Linked DNA regions of Mus musculus: all the other regions are linked to region 2. Evidence: chromatin contacts called from public promoter capture Hi-C data. All regions are on one chromosome and are shown on one strand. Each heading gives the region's core, a stretch centred on a gene start, on an enhancer-like site or on the middle of the called end of the contact. The rest is flanking DNA. Distances are from core to core; before and after follow the strand shown. Region 1 has its middle 4.0 kb from the start of Gm24240. Region 2 overlaps LOC115488798 (a long non-coding RNA gene). Region 3 has its middle 15 kb from the start of Eml4.

Region 1 (2,781 bases), core at 43-2,542, 210 kb before region 2:
ACACACCACATACAGGTACAGCACACACCCATGCATTGCTCGATTACTCACATAAGTGTGTGTGAGCACACACATACACACACACACACACACACACACACACACACGATAGATAGATAGATAGATAGATAGATAGATAGATAGATAGATCGATAGATAGATAGACAGACGGTCTCTATGGGAGACACAGAAGACAAAAGGACCCAGAGAAAATGAGAAGTAGAAAGGCTGGCTCAGGAAGTGGATTTCACAGTCCCACTGACAGAAGCCACTGAGCCGTCTGTCCGCAAGGCAAGGTGACAGAAGTCAGCCTTTGCGGCAACCAGCTGGCCCCACCTGCTCACAGTGGGCCTCTGACCCTGATCGTCCCTTCCAGCTGACTTTTATTTGATACCTGGTATGTGCCGGGGACCTGTGAGAAGTGCTCTGGACACTTCCAGCCTGGGAAGAGACATAAAGCTTAAGGGACAGCATCTCTATAGCATCCCGGGCTTTAAAGGGATCCCCAGACCTTTCCCCTTCTGCCTTCCTCTTCCCAGTTTGAGGAGTGCTCAGTTAAGCCAGATACCCCAGAATTGGAGTCTGAGGAACACCCTCCTGACCTATAGGACCTCGGATCCCCAGTATCCTCCTAGCCCCTCTGACCACAGTCTCCATCATCAGTCCACCTCTCACCTGTCTGTCTCAGAGCCAAGCCTGTGACCTCTGCTCACCCTGTCCACCGCCACAGGTGCCCTTCACTAGCGGGTCCAGAAAGGAGGATGCCTCTGCTTGCCTGGAGACCGTTGCTCCGCACATTTTACCCAAGCAACTCGGATCTTACCACTCTTCTCACTGCAAACCGCCGCCGCCATCAGTTCCCTTGGGTTCACAAAAGCCCAGCTTTACAGCAAGAACTTGGGCCAGCAAGGACCTATTCACAGGGACCAGCCTAGCCAACTGCTCTCGGTGAGGAGCCAGGAATGTGAAAACGTTAATGGTTGCAGGGCTGCTTGCCCTTCTGCACCCCCACCCTCCAGTGCTCCCCCGTTGCCCTATCCCTTCCTCTGAACTGGGTCTGTTGTATCCGTGCGGATCAAGAGTCAAGACCTCCGGGGTTGAGGGACAGGAGGGAAGGAGGCTCTAGGGAAATCCGTACAACTCAGAGGGCCCTCTGTCTCTGCCGTTCCTTCTGCCAGGTCTCCATTCCCTCTCACACCCACCCCCCTCAGCACCCCAGGGGGGTTCACTTTACTCTCCTGCTCTGACTGGGAGAGACCACGCCTTTGACTGAGACCACGCCTTAACTCCTCCCCAGCCCAGAGTCCACACACGGCCCAGGTCCCAGAACCTTGGAACCTTGAATTATTCCGCTTGAACCCCTAAGAGGTCACAGCGGTGATGTTCTTTCCATAAAATGATAAAAGTAACCATCCGACTAAGTAGCCCTCAGATGCCAGGCACCCACTGGCCCCAACTCCAGCCCACTGGGCTTGTGCATTCCTCGGAACTCTCTCCTTCCATCCCCACCCCTACATTTCCTGTCAGTCCCTACTATCCCCTGTTGGGGTGTCTATGCCCACTGATCCCGGGGGGGGGGGGGTGGGGAACAGGACTGACAGAACCCACCCCCTTATGAACACTGGAGGAGGAAGTAGCTACTGGAGGTCACTGTCTTGGCCATTTCCTGTTTCAGGAACAAAGATGCCAAAATATGTTCCTTTTTCTTATGAAAAAAATGTAGGGGTTTTGAGAGTTGGAATTCCCAGAACCATTGTCGATGCTGTGAGCTGACCGGGTTGGAAGCCTTTGCCAAGGCTGCCTGGGCTGTTCTCACGGGTGAGTGTCTAGAGGCAGTTCTGGAAATGATGTCTGGATCTCTCTCACTGATGGACAGGCCTGACCTCAGCCTCCTGTCCTCCCAGGGTTCAGGGGGAACTTATGCAGAGGAGAGAGTCCCCTCTCCAGACCTTTGGCTACTTGGATGGCCTGAAAGGGTGAAACATAAGATACAGCAGCACTTGGGCTTTGAGCTTAAAGTCACTCTGTCCTGAAGGCAGACAGCTTAGTGAAAGCCATTTCTGTCCTCTGTCTCAGGCTAGGCCACTTATAAGCCCCATCGGAATGACCAAATAGTATCAATTTGCATGAAACCAGAACCTTCTAGGCTGTCCAGGAATGGGGGAGCATGGAAGTAAAGGGGATCGGGAAAACGGGGCTCTACCAATACGACCAAGATAGACAGACCTAGAGCCGGGACAGGAATGTCCACGAGTCGGTGTGGCCTCGGGAGACACAGAGCCAAGCCCCCAGGACCTTCCCATCCTGGATCTGGGTAGCAGGTGGCAAGTACCCTCTGTGTGCTGGCTCCATATTGGCCAGCTTTGCCTCTGGTCTATGTTGTTAGTATCGGGCCTGCCCAATTCCCTCCTCATCCTTCTTATTCATTCAACAAACATTTAAGCAGTCTTTATACTGGAAGGTAAACACTACTAGACGGTAGGTCCCCAAAGGTATATGAGATTCACCAGGGCCCTGGCGTGGTGAAGCTAACATCTAACTAGGAAGATACACGGAAAAGCTTTTGTTCACAATCCAGTGTGAGAAAAGCCTTTGTTCACAATCCAGTGTGAAAGTCCGATCGTATATAGGCCATGGAAACGGACAAAGTGCAAGACCCAGGGGAGAATCCACAGACAATAGAAGACTATTGACCTGGCTGAACATTTTGTGTGTGATCTCCATTTTCATCGTGTGGGTCCTGGGGTTTGAACTCAGATCGTCAGGCCTGGCCTCAAGCAC
Region 2 (2,949 bases), core at 345-2,844:
CCAGCCAAAAGCAAGAGTCATGCCAGGACTGCACGCTTACAGGCCCAAGACATCAGAGAAAGCCTACACGGGAACAAGGAGGCTCTAACAGTGTCAGGCTCTGATACTGCAGAGGAAATGAGAGGAACCAAGGAGGGGGCCACCTTCAGACTCCTTGCCCAAGAGGATGCATTCCCCAGACATGTTACACGCATGCTGTCACTGCTGGGCTCTGCTGCAGAAGTCTCCGGGACTGCCCCAAGCTCACACCCAAGAGCCTAAAAGCACATAGGATCCAGGTGCTTTTCCAAAAACATAGAGGCTGCAGCCTTCCCTCTGAGCTACCAGATTCACCTTTCACAGGGCCCCTTGAGTTCTTTGCTAGCTTCACCTACCAGTCCCCATAACCACCAGACTCTTTCAGAACAACTGTCCCATCCTGGGAGTGCCATAGACACTTCAGTGGCAGTGGCCGGCCCCAGAGCGCATCATGAATTAATTCTTCATTAGCCCTTGCAACAGTCCCAAGTCTCATTGTTACCATTGGATAGACCAGGAACAGAAGAGCCCAGTCACTTAGATGACCAGTGACCACCACTTGAAGGCTCTGTCCATGCAGCCAGCTCCTTTGCTCCCACCTCCAGATTACACTGAGATGGGCGGTTGCTCCTAAGAGACACTAGATGGTTAGCCAGCTAAAAACAACTCTGAAGGACCCTATAAAGAAGAGGGCAAACTAGTGATGGCCAGGGGCAATGAAGGAGAGCTGGTATTATGACCAAGTCACAGGGACCCCAAAGGCCACCAAGGAGCCAATGATACAAACACATAAGAGCCTTTATTACAAGCTCATGAGCAAGGTCTCTCTCACCAACCCTGTGTCAGCGGGTCAGAGTCTAGGTGCAGGGTATTTATTGGTAGTTGTAGCAGTCCATTGGGCATGGAAAACTGGGTTTACCTGAAATGAAAAGGGATGGGCTGTGAGAGAAGGATGAGACCAAGACAAAGGTTCTGATCAAGGCTCCAAGTTTAATATTCAGCACTGTGTTTATATAGGGAGAACCCACAGACCCATACTTTGTTTCAGCTGGATTATGTTGCAAAGCAAGCTCAGTGGGCAGTCTACACCTCTAAGTTCTTGTAGGAAACTACGTGCTGAGAGGCTGACAACTCCACCTAGGTCATGTAACCCATTCTAGCAAGCACTCAAGGTCTGTTTAGCCTGCACAAGGCTGGGAGAAGGGCACAGGTAGTTACAACAAGCTTGGAGAATTTCTATACGGGTCAGCAAGTTAATATTTTAAAAATTGCTGGGGCTGGAGAGATGGCTCAGCAGTTACGAGTGCTGACTGCTCTTCCAAAGATCCGGAGTTCAAATACCAGCAACCACATGGTGGCTCATGAAATCTAATGCCTCCTTCATCAGGCAGTGGTGGCGTATGCCTTCTGAAGTGTCTGAAGACAGCTACAGTGTACTTACATATAATAAATAAATCTTTTTTTTTTAATTGCATTTCTGGTGTAATCTGCAGGAACTGAACATAGGGGTAAAACCATGTGACAAACCGGATGGCTAGGTTACCTCTCCTCTGCAGGATCTTATCTGTATGTACCTTGACCCTGCTATTGGGATATGTGCTCAAGTGGACTTTGTGGTTTTCTTCCTGGAATTGGGAGTTTAGCCCCTGGTCTAGCACAAAAATGGAGTTTTTTCAAAAACTGAGTTATTTGGGCTTTTTTATACTGGGACTACAAAAGAGTGGTACCAGTTAGGAGGAGGTAGCACACGCCTTTTATCCCAGCTCTTGGGAGGGAGAGGCAGGCAGGCCTCCATGAATTCAAGGCCAACCTGGTCTACAGAGCAAGTTCCAGGACAGCCACGACTACACAAAGAAACCCTGCCTCGGAAAACCAAATATATACATATATATGTACATATACATACATATGGATAAGTCTTGTCATAAAAAAAAAAAAAAAAAAAAAAACAGGTAATGCCAAAGATGGCAGCCTGGACCCTGTTCCTTCCTGATTTCACGAGGGGCCAAGCACAGCAAACTCTGTGGCCTGTCCCCTGCAGCTGTCACCCCTACAGAGTAAAGCCACCTACACTCAGGCAGTGGCTGCTTTTCCTAAGTCACCATGGTAACTGGTGCAAAGAGAGGGTGATGGGCTTTGGGCAGGACCTCCCGGCCATCTCAGTATGTCTGCTCAGAGGGCTAAAATCAGCACTTTGCAGTTCTTTCCTTCTGGCTGACTCTTTACCCACATTCAATGCTTTCACTAGTTATATGAGGTAGACTTTGTCATATTGAAACTGAAATACCAAACTGGCAATGTTTATAAAAAAGATGAAGATTCAAGAAGGCTTAAGGAAAGCAGAAAAGGACCCCAATCTGCTCTACTGACTCCTCGTTCTCTCTCCAACCTGTTATAACTGTCCTGATAAAACTGCCTCCTTGCCGGGCAGTGGTGGTGCACGCTTTTAATCCCAGCACTCAGGAGGCAGAGGCTGGCCGATTTCTGAGTTCAAGGCCAGCCTGGTCTATAAAGTGAGTTCCAAGACAGCCAGGGCTACACAGAGAAACCCTGTCTCGAAAAACCAAGAAAACAAAACAAAACCTGCCTCCTCTCTGCACTACTCCCTTAAGTAGCTTCCCTTTCCTCTCTTGTGACAGTTGGGCAGATCCTATTCTGTCAAATCTTTCTCTGATTCATCACTTTTCTGACAACTAGACATCACTTTCAAAAATGGGTGCTTCCTTGTACAAACTAACTTTACCTCCACTGTTGGAGATTAAAGGTGTGTGCCAAGGGCTGAGCCACACCACAACTAGAAACGGGGGGGGGGGGGGGGGGGTGTTGTTGTTTGGTTGGTAGGTTGACTTCTTTTGTTTTTTTTTCAGTAAATGACATCATTTTTGAGTTCACAGTATGATTCTGCAATATATTAGTGGGGCCATTTTAAAA
Region 3 (2,886 bases), core at 137-2,636, 150 kb before region 2:
CGTCCTGGGTTTGACCCCCCCTCAGGACCCCAGGGGTCCATAAATGAGTTGTGGTGCTGCATGCCTGCCATCCCAGCGTTTTGGAATTAGAGGAAAGAGGGCCAGAAGTTCACGGTCATCCTCAGCTACTTATCAAGTTCCAAGCCAGCCTGGGCTATGTGAGAGCCTATCCCCCTGAACGAAGAAATTTCCCTTTTTTATAGTTTTAGAGACAAGCTAGCTCAGACGTACCAGAGATCTACCTGCCTCTGCCTCCTGAGTGCTAGGACTCAAAACATATGCTAACCACAGGCAGCCTGAGCCGATTACTTCTAAAAGTACATACATCCTGGCTCTAGACTAGTGAATGTTACCAGGTTTTATACAAAATAGGCACAGCTGCCATGAACCTTACACTAAATGCCAACAGAATATGGAGACAGGACCAGTATTATCGCTAATTGTTTCTATAATGAATAAATGTTAGGGCTAAAGAGACAGCTCCACGCACAGCGGGTCTCAATCCCCCTAATGCTGTGACCCTTTAATACAGTTCCTAAGGTTGTAGTGACCCCCCAACCATAAAATTCTCTCCATTGCTACTTCTTTGTTTTGTTTTGTTTTGTTTTGTTTTGTTTTGTTTCGAGACAGGGTTTCTCTGTGTAGCCCTGGCTGTCCTGGAACTCACTCTGAAGACCAGGCTGGCCTCCAACTCAGAAATCCACCTGCCTCTGCCTCTCAAGTCCTGGGATTAATAGGCGTGTGCCACCACTGCTCGGCTGGCTTCATTGCTACTTCCTAACTCTAAATTTGCTATTGTTACGAATCACAGTGTAAATATCTGGTATGCAGGATATCTGATATGAGGCCCCTAGGAAAGATTGTTTGACACCCACCCCCCAAGGAGTTGTGACCACAGAACCACTGCTCAAGCAGACTTAAACCTGGTTTCCAGCACCTTGGTTCACAACCACTTCTAACTCTATCTCCGGGAAATCTAACCCTCTCTTCTGGACTCCACGGACACTTGCATTCATATGCACCGACATGCATGCTTTAAAAATGATATGAAGATCAGTTTTAAAAAACATAGTTTCAAAAAGGATAAATACTATCAGGGAGGAGGCTTAAAGGGGAAACCGGAAGTGGCAGCAGACAGCTCCTTGGACGATCTGCCTTACCCGGTGACGAACGCTAGGATAAGGCTTACAGACCGAGCTCACCCTCATACCAACTGTCCCCACACTGTCTCTAGAGTGTCCTGTAATACAGAGACAACAACGAACAGCTTAGAGCCCAGAGCCCCAGGTAGACAGAACTGGGGCTTAAATATACAAGGACTGCTCTATTGTCACCGCTGCTCCCAGACTGGGACGAGTTAGCCAAAAGTCATTGCAACCGTTTAAGGACCATTGATTGGTTGAGAGAAAGCCGCTTTTCTCCGACTTCACTGATTCAGCAGAACTGACTCTCTTTACAAGGACGTTAGAGCTGAGTTTTGCAATTTAAGCCCTCGGTATCCAATTCCCCCCACCTATCACCTTTACCACCGCCTGTCCCTTCCCACACCCCCACACCTGCCCCCCCCCCCCCCCCCCCCGCTCCAACAGAAAAGCTGTTGGGTCATAATTTTGTTGTTGACGGTGTTTTGTTTTGTTGGGCTTTTTGAGATGAACTCTTAACTGGTACCAGGTGAACTCAGACTGCTACACAGCTGAGGGGGCCCTTGAATTCCTGATCCTCCTGCCTCTACTCCCCAAATGCTAGGATGGCAAGCATGTGCTCTTATGCCTAGTTACCTGGTTCATAATTGAATCAAGATAGAACACAAACTAGTGTTGTGTTTTGTTTTTGGTATTTTTTTGTTTGTTTTGCTTTATTTTGTCTTTTTTTTTTCAAGACAGGGTTTCTCTGTGTAGCCCTGGCTGTCCTGGAACTCACTTTGTAGACCAGGCTGGCCTCGAATTCGCAAAGATCCACTTGCTTCTGTCTCCCAAGTTCTGGGATTAAAGGCATGTGCTACCACACCTGGCCCCTATTGGTTGTTTTAAACATAGATCCAAAGTCACATATACACCGAATCAAAGTAGGATACACTGTAAGAATAAACTACTGTCTATAACCCCAGAACCCAGAAGTAACCATTACAAACACATCAGCAGATAGCTTTTGCTTTTTCATATGTCGATTCACATACAGATTACGGTCTCCTTGGAATCATCAGTACTATTTTTGTAATTTTTTTTCACTTAATAAAATGGCAACATTTTTCTGCATATTTAAACCGTTTCTTACGTTACGACTTTTATAACTGAATAATTTCAGCTTACAGCTAGAACTTGTATAATCATGATCCTTTAATTGCACATATGGGTTTTTTTTTTTAATCTGGTTTTGCAATATTAAAAAATATTTTCAGGCAACTGCCCTGCAGGTAAAGCTCAGATGATTTCTTCTGGGCTTATTACTCAAAATGAAATCTCTGAGGTAAAGGAGTCACAGGTTAGGGATCGTATACTTATCCCTGTCAGAAATGCTGAGCCTCTTGAGTACCTGCCAGCTGTTTAACGTGTTTATATGTGTTTCTTATCTACATTGTTTATTTAAAATTTTTTTTCTGGGGGCTGGAGCAATGGCTCAGGGGGTTAAGAGCACTGGCTCTTTTTGAAGAGGACCTGGTTCAGTTCCTAGCACCTGCCTGATGGTTGGCACATCTTTAACTCTAGTTCCAGGGGCTATGACACCTTCTTATAAGTCTCTACAGGCACCAGGCACACAGGTGGGGCGAACACACACACACACACACACGAACACAGATAAAATAAAAACAAATCTTTGAAAAAAAAACCCACATTTTTTTTCTATTTGAATTCTGTTGACCAATTTATTGTTGTTGTTTTGGTTTTT

What was found. Promoter capture Hi-C pulls out the DNA fragments that hold promoters and counts their contacts.
Region 1: a promoter capture Hi-C map of liver shows a contact between it and region 2. The contact joins two enhancer-like sites. A contact is called at or near these places in 12 of 39 promoter capture datasets (the 3T3-L1 cell line, the C10 cell line, the HPC-7 cell line and 6 more), 1 of 15 datasets of contacts at CTCF or cohesin (pro-B cells), 33 of 484 Hi-C or Micro-C datasets (the 3T3-L1 cell line, B cells, the G1E-ER4 cell line and 8 more), 27 of 115 datasets of contacts at active chromatin or transcription factors (CD8 T cells, the SCID.adh cell line, T-cell acute lymphoblastic leukemia and 18 more) and 1 of 9 other capture datasets (embryonic stem cells).
Region 3: a contact with region 2 is called in a promoter capture Hi-C map of liver, with 2.6 times the contacts expected there. The contact joins two enhancer-like sites. A contact is called at or near these places in 13 of 39 promoter capture datasets (the 3T3-L1 cell line, 3T3-L1-derived adipocytes, the HPC-7 cell line and 7 more), 8 of 484 Hi-C or Micro-C datasets (the G1E-ER4 cell line, embryonic stem cells and morula) and 1 of 9 other capture datasets (embryonic stem cells).

Annotation. Positions count from the first base shown.
Region 1 is chr17:83,272,554-83,275,334 of GRCm38.p6, forward strand. No RefSeq gene overlaps it. Among named protein-coding and RNA genes, the nearest start is that of Gm24240, 4.0 kb to the left of the region's middle. Within about 2 kb of position 1,293, at least 41 of the 459 cell types and tissues checked have an H3K27ac peak or open chromatin away from gene starts, as enhancers often do. A contact at or near this core is called in liver, where this site is marked.
Region 2 is chr17:83,481,762-83,484,710 of GRCm38.p6, forward strand. LOC115488798 (a long non-coding RNA gene) reads right to left here. Exons shown (of 2, transcript XR_003952357.1): 2 at 1-937. Among named protein-coding and RNA genes, the nearest start is that of Gm46594, 10 kb to the left of the region's middle. Within about 2 kb of position 1,595, at least 16 of the 459 cell types and tissues checked have an H3K27ac peak or open chromatin away from gene starts, as enhancers often do. A contact at or near this core is called in liver, where this site is marked.
Region 3 is chr17:83,334,100-83,336,985 of GRCm38.p6, forward strand. No RefSeq gene overlaps it. Among named protein-coding and RNA genes, the nearest start is that of Eml4, 15 kb to the right of the region's middle. Within about 2 kb of position 1,387, at least 23 of the 459 cell types and tissues checked have an H3K27ac peak or open chromatin away from gene starts, as enhancers often do. A contact at or near this core is called in liver, where this site is marked.